Linked DNA regions of Sus scrofa: region 1 is linked to region 2. The links are chromatin contacts, called in public HiChIP or PLAC-seq maps. All regions are on one chromosome and are shown on one strand. Each heading gives the region's core, a stretch centred on a gene start, on an enhancer-like site or on the middle of the called end of the contact. The rest is flanking DNA. Distances are from core to core; before and after follow the strand shown. Region 1 overlaps NCOA3 (nuclear receptor coactivator 3). Region 2 overlaps ZMYND8 (protein kinase C-binding protein 1).

The links. HiChIP or PLAC-seq counts read pairs in DNA pulled down with a chosen protein or histone mark.
Region 1: an H3K27ac HiChIP or PLAC-seq map of alveolar macrophages shows a contact between it and region 2. The contact joins two enhancer-like sites. A contact is called at or near these places in 1 of 47 Hi-C or Micro-C datasets (epiblast stem cells) and 1 of 2 datasets of contacts at active chromatin or transcription factors (alveolar macrophages).

What each region holds. Positions count from the first base shown.
Region 1 is chr17:49,564,063-49,566,762 of Sscrofa11.1, forward strand. All of the region lies in intron 1 of NCOA3 (nuclear receptor coactivator 3), which reads left to right. Among named protein-coding and RNA genes, the nearest start is that of NCOA3, 37 kb to the left of the region's middle. Within about 2 kb of position 1,394, at least 5 of the 83 cell types and tissues checked have an H3K27ac peak or open chromatin away from gene starts, as enhancers often do. A contact at or near this core is called in alveolar macrophages, where this site is marked.
Region 2 is chr17:49,334,557-49,337,256 of Sscrofa11.1, forward strand. All of the region lies in intron 5 of ZMYND8 (protein kinase C-binding protein 1), which reads right to left. Among named protein-coding and RNA genes, the nearest start is that of ZMYND8, 55 kb to the right of the region's middle. Within about 2 kb of position 1,390, at least 2 of the 83 cell types and tissues checked have an H3K27ac peak or open chromatin away from gene starts, as enhancers often do. A contact at or near this core is called in alveolar macrophages, where this site is marked.

The sequences.
Region 1 (2,700 bases), core at 144-2,643, 230 kb after region 2:
TTGGCTATGAATGATTTAATTATTTCTGCAATTTTAGCTAAGGAATTCAACAATATATTTAATGCTAACCGATGACAGAGCATTCCACTAGATTATTTTTTCAATTTGTTTCCCTTAGAAGGTTAAACATGTGTTTAAAATAAGGTTGTTTATGTAAGTTTTAAACCACTTAGTCTGAGCTGATAAATGTGTTTTCATGTTAAAACAGAGGTAAGCAGATAGTGGTTTTCTGGTCGTATATTGGTATAGCCATTCTAAGTAGTTATTCTGCATCTTGTCTCCGAAATCTTTGGTATTTTGCGTTGGACAGGCACACACCTCCCCCTCTGCCCTGCCCTTTTTACAGTTTTCTGTTTTTGGAAGATTGCTTTGTGAGGAGTTTCCTGGTGGTTCAGCAGTCACTGCTCCTGGCGTGGATTTGATCCCTGTCCTGGAAATTTCTATATGCTGTGGGCACAGCCAAAAAATAAAAAAAGATTGCTTTGTGAATTAACAAAGTACTAATTTATAAGATATTTAGGTCTCCCTCTCCCTTTTCTTCTTAGGAAAAGAAGGAAAGAGGAAGTAGGTTTTGAGTAGATATTTAATTAGAGGTTTATAATCTTTAAAATTTATATTTATTTTTTGGTTGCACTTGTGGCATATGGAAGTTCCTGCCAGGGTTTGAATCTGAGCCATAGCTGTGACTTATACCGCAGCTTCAGTGTCACTGTGGGGGGCTGGGGGTCAAACCAGTGCCTTTGCAGCCATCTGAGCCACTGCGGAGACACCACCAGATCCTTAACCCACTGCACCACAGTGTGAATTCCAAGGAAAAGACAATTTTCATAAATACTCAAAGCATCAAGTTCTTTTTTGCATGCAAATCTCCTGGCTTTTTGGAGATTGGAGCTATTAAAGTTTACTTGCTCATGGTGGCTAGGTGTGGTGTTTAGATCTCACTTGGGGTCCATAAAGACTTCCCAAGGGGTATCAAGAACCTTTTTTTTTTTTTTTTTTTTTTGCTGCACTTGTGGTATGTGGAAGTTCCTGGACCAAGGATTGAATCTGTGTCACAGCTCTGACCTGAGCCGCTGCAGTGACAATGCCAGATCCTTAACCTGCTGTGCCACAAGAGAACTCCAGGGAACTCCTGGCACATTGAAGTTCCCAGTCTAGGAGTCGAATTGGAGCTGTAGCTGCTGGCCTACACCACAACCACAGCAACGAAGGATCTGAGCTGAGCATGCGACCTACGCCATAGCTCATGGTAGTGCTAAATCCTTAACCCACTGAGTGAGGCCAGGGATCAAACCCTCATCCTCAAGGATACTAGTTGGAGTCATTACCACTGAGCCACACCAAAAACTCCAAGAAACTTTTCGTTATGAAATTTCAAAACACAGAAACCTAGAGGAAATGACGTGTCCTCATGAAACTTTCTTCCGCTTCAACAATTAGTAGCTCATGACCTATCTTAGTTTTATTCATACTCCCTTTTTCTCTGTATTATCTTGAAGCAAGTTCTAGATAACATACTGTTCTATCTGTAAAAGTTTTGTTTAGTAAGTATCTTTAAACGATAAGGACTGTTAAAATTCTCACCTTTTATATAAATTTCTTACTATCAAATATGCAGGTATGTTCAGATTTTTAATTCCTTGAAACATAATTATGTTTTATAGTTTATTTGATTGCAATTTATTGTTATATCTTTTATGTCTTTTATATCTCTTTTAGCTTAGGTTCCTGTTGCTTCCCTCTTTTTTTTCCCTTGCAATTTATTTGTTGGAAAAAACGAGATCATGTCTTAAAAATTTTTCCATCTCATATCTGAGTGGTGTCATTTAGCACATTTTTCTGTCCTCAGTGTTTTCTATAAATTTGTGGTTAGATCTAGAGACTTTAACACAGATCATTTAAAGACTATCCGTTTCAAGATTTGTTAACTTTTGTTCTCTTAAATCCTTAAGTTGGTCTGCTTGAGAAAGCTGTGCAGAGTCTTTTTCTCCAGATGTCTCCTTTCATAATTGTTCTTCTCACTGCCAAAAGAAAAGAATAACTCTTTTTACTGTGTTGTACTGACATTGCGTGTTAGATGGAAAAAAAAAAAATCTAGGGTTTAAAACACATAGGCAATTTCAAATATTGGTGTCAGGGTTTAAAAAGTGAAGGATTTTGGAGTTCCTGTCGTGGCGCAGTGGAAACAAATCCAACTCGGAGCCATGAGGTTGTGGGTTCGATCCCTGGCCTCGCTCAGTGGGTTAAGGATCTGGTGTTGCTGTAGCTGTGGTGTAGGCTGGCAGCTGTACTTCCGATTAGCCCTCTAGCCTGGGAACCTCTATAGGCTGCAAGTGCAGCCCTAAAAAGCAAAAAAAAAAAAAAAAAAAAAAAAAAAGCGAAGGACTCTAATAGCTGGTAGCAAATGGTGCATCTGAGTTTGTTTTCATCAAAATCAAAATTGAAAGGAGGATTGCTCTCTGGGAGATAATGAAAAAATACTTTTTAATTTCACTGTGATTTTTGTCATGTAACTAAGATTACATTGAAAGAATCGAATGATGCTGTTTTTCATATAACTCTCTTCGTATAATTACCTGCTTATTTAAAATTTTATTTAAAACTTTACAAACAATAAATGTATAAATTGAAGTTGGTGACTATTATTTGTTGTAACATCTGAATGTACTGGGAATGGGGGTGGAGTGGAGATTAACCCCT
Region 2 (2,700 bases), core at 140-2,639:
AGAAACAACCTAAGCAATGGCAGGAACTCGTAATGAACACGACTTCCTTCTCCGTCTCCACTGTTGGGAACCCACTCAGGAAATCCTGGCAAACAATGCACAGAGCAGAACCTAACTGCTTATCTCCATGGGCAATAAACGTCACTTTATAAGAGAAATTCCACCAAAGACACATCTGAAGCCAGATTCTGCTCTGTAAATCTGGTCCTGTATCTCAGAGCTTCAGAAGCCTTAGGTAGCGACAACAAAAATAGCAAATTCGGATGACGTCAGAAAATGCTCTTGAACCATCTGCGCAGAGAGCTGAGAAGAGTTTTCTCCAATGAATTGCCATGGAATTCTAGTCTCCATTCTTCGATGTCTGAATTCTCCACAAGGAACTTGTAGCTGTGTCGGTCCGTTGTCGAGAACAAGGGCAACAGGAGCGGGGCCCAGAAGCAGAAATCGGCCCGTGATGCAGGGAACCAGCTTCTCAGCTATCAGAGCCTGAAACGGCTGTCTCCCCAGCTGATTGCCTCCCCAGTTCGCCCCTGCAAGAAACTCCAGACCCTAAGTCTTAGACGCTTAATACCTGTGGGTTTGAATTCCAGCTCATTTCTAGGTAACCATTCAAGGTCAACGCTTGGGTTGCCCACTCAACTGTCATTCACCTCTTCCCGCCCCAGCCCCCCTCAATGGGTCAATGCTGTCAGTGCTGGCTGTCAATGCATGGTTCCCACATGACGGACTGAGAGTGCCAGACAGGTATTTTCAAACCTTTCTTGCAGGGGGACGGGTGATCCAATGCTGGCCACGGAGCCCAAGGGCCTGTCAGCCAGAGGCTGATAAAAAGGCACATGAGGAGAAACACTCCTCTGAGGGGGATGGTTGTCTAGCCACATGTGATGGGGTCCCCAGCAGCCACCTTAGAGCCACGAGGAACAGATCGCCTCCACAGGGAAATGCAGTGTCTGGCTCTGCGCAAACTCTGGTCTGGCCCTGCCTCTGGGTTGCTTCTACACATGGTAACACACCCTTACCGTTTCAGCTGCCTTTCATCAAGATCTATTATTTGCAGCAAAAGCACCCTATCTGAGCCATTATCCTCCTTACAAAATTATTTTAATAGACATTTTTATTTTGGCCACATCCTCGGCCTGTGGAAATTCCCGGCCCAGGGATTGAACCTGTGCCACAGAAGTGACCCAAGCCACAGCAGTGACAATGCCAGATTCTCAAACGCAAGGCCATCAGGGAACTTCCTGCAAAATTATTGAACAACTGGGAAGGGTGAGTTGAGACAAAAGGAACTCGAGATGAAGGTTCCAGTTCCCACACCAAAGGCAGCAGAACGAGGTGGGGCTCTGAAGAGGAAGGCCTTGCCAGGCAACCCGTGTCCTGCCCATCTCTCCATCTAGTGGCCAGCTTCTGCAATTTTAGGGGCAGAACACAATTTCGGTGTCATCATCACGCCATACTGACTGGATGTCTAACTTCTCTCCGTACATTTCTTATCTTCAAGAGGTACTACAGTCGCTATCCTAGAGCTTGCTTTTCTTCCCCACGATCAACACCTGGGAGGGCTTTCCACTTCCGACATCCTCATTTGAGATCTAAGACCAATATACCTCTGAACGCAAGGGACATTCCATACTAAACGATGCTGCAGATGACATTCTCATCTTCAGCATTTGGAAATAGCATCACAGTTGGAAGCTGCCAAGACTAAGACATCGCAGAAGAGTGGAAGCCATCACGACTGCTTTGGTTTGTTTTCGGGCCACACCCAGGGCACAGAGAAGTTCCTGGGCTAGGAATCGAACCTGAACCGCAGCTGAGACCTATGCCACAGCTGCAGCAATGCCAGGTCCTTAACCCACGGCACCAGAACAGGAACTCTTGTTTTATGTTTTTGGTTTTTTTGGCTGCACCTGCAGCCTACAGAAGTTCCCAGGCCATGGACGAACCCGCACCACCCCGCCTACCACAATGCCAGATACTCAACCTGCTGTGTCACAAGGAAACTCCCACAGTAACTGTTTTAATGAAGTGTGCTTAAGGCTTTGCTACAAAGAAACATACATGTTCCCTTCACTACACCAGCATGCTTCCGCCTCTGGCTCTATACCTGCAGCCTGTCTGCCTGGAAGGTCTTCCCCCTGTGGCTCCATGGCTCGCTCGTTCTCTTCTTCAGGTCTTTCTCAAATCCTAAGAAGGCTTCCTGCACTTCCTCATTTAAAATGGAAACACCTTGGCGTCCCGTCTTGGCTAAGTGGTTAACGAATCTGACTAGGAACCATGAGATTTCGGGTTCGATCCCTGGCCTTGCTCAGGGGGTTAAGGATCCAGCGTTGCCGTGAGCTGTGGTGTAGATCGTACATGCAGCTCGGATCTGGTGTTGCTGTGGCTCTGGCGTGAGCCGGCGCCTACAGCTCCAATTAGACCCCTAGCCTGGGAACCTCCATATGCCCTGGTGCAGCCCTAGAAAAGACAAAAAAAAAAAAAAAAAAAAATAAAATAAAAGTACAATGGGAACACCTTGCACCCCCACCCCACTCCCTACTCATCAACGTAGATTCTGTTTGTCTAGAACACTCTTCTCCTAACACACTGTATATAACTTTATTTTGGTTTGCCTTCTTTTCTTCTGAAAAAGAATGGGATCCAGGCTTCTTCGTGTCTGCTGTCGAACCCCGAGTACCTCATAGGCACTGGAGAAAG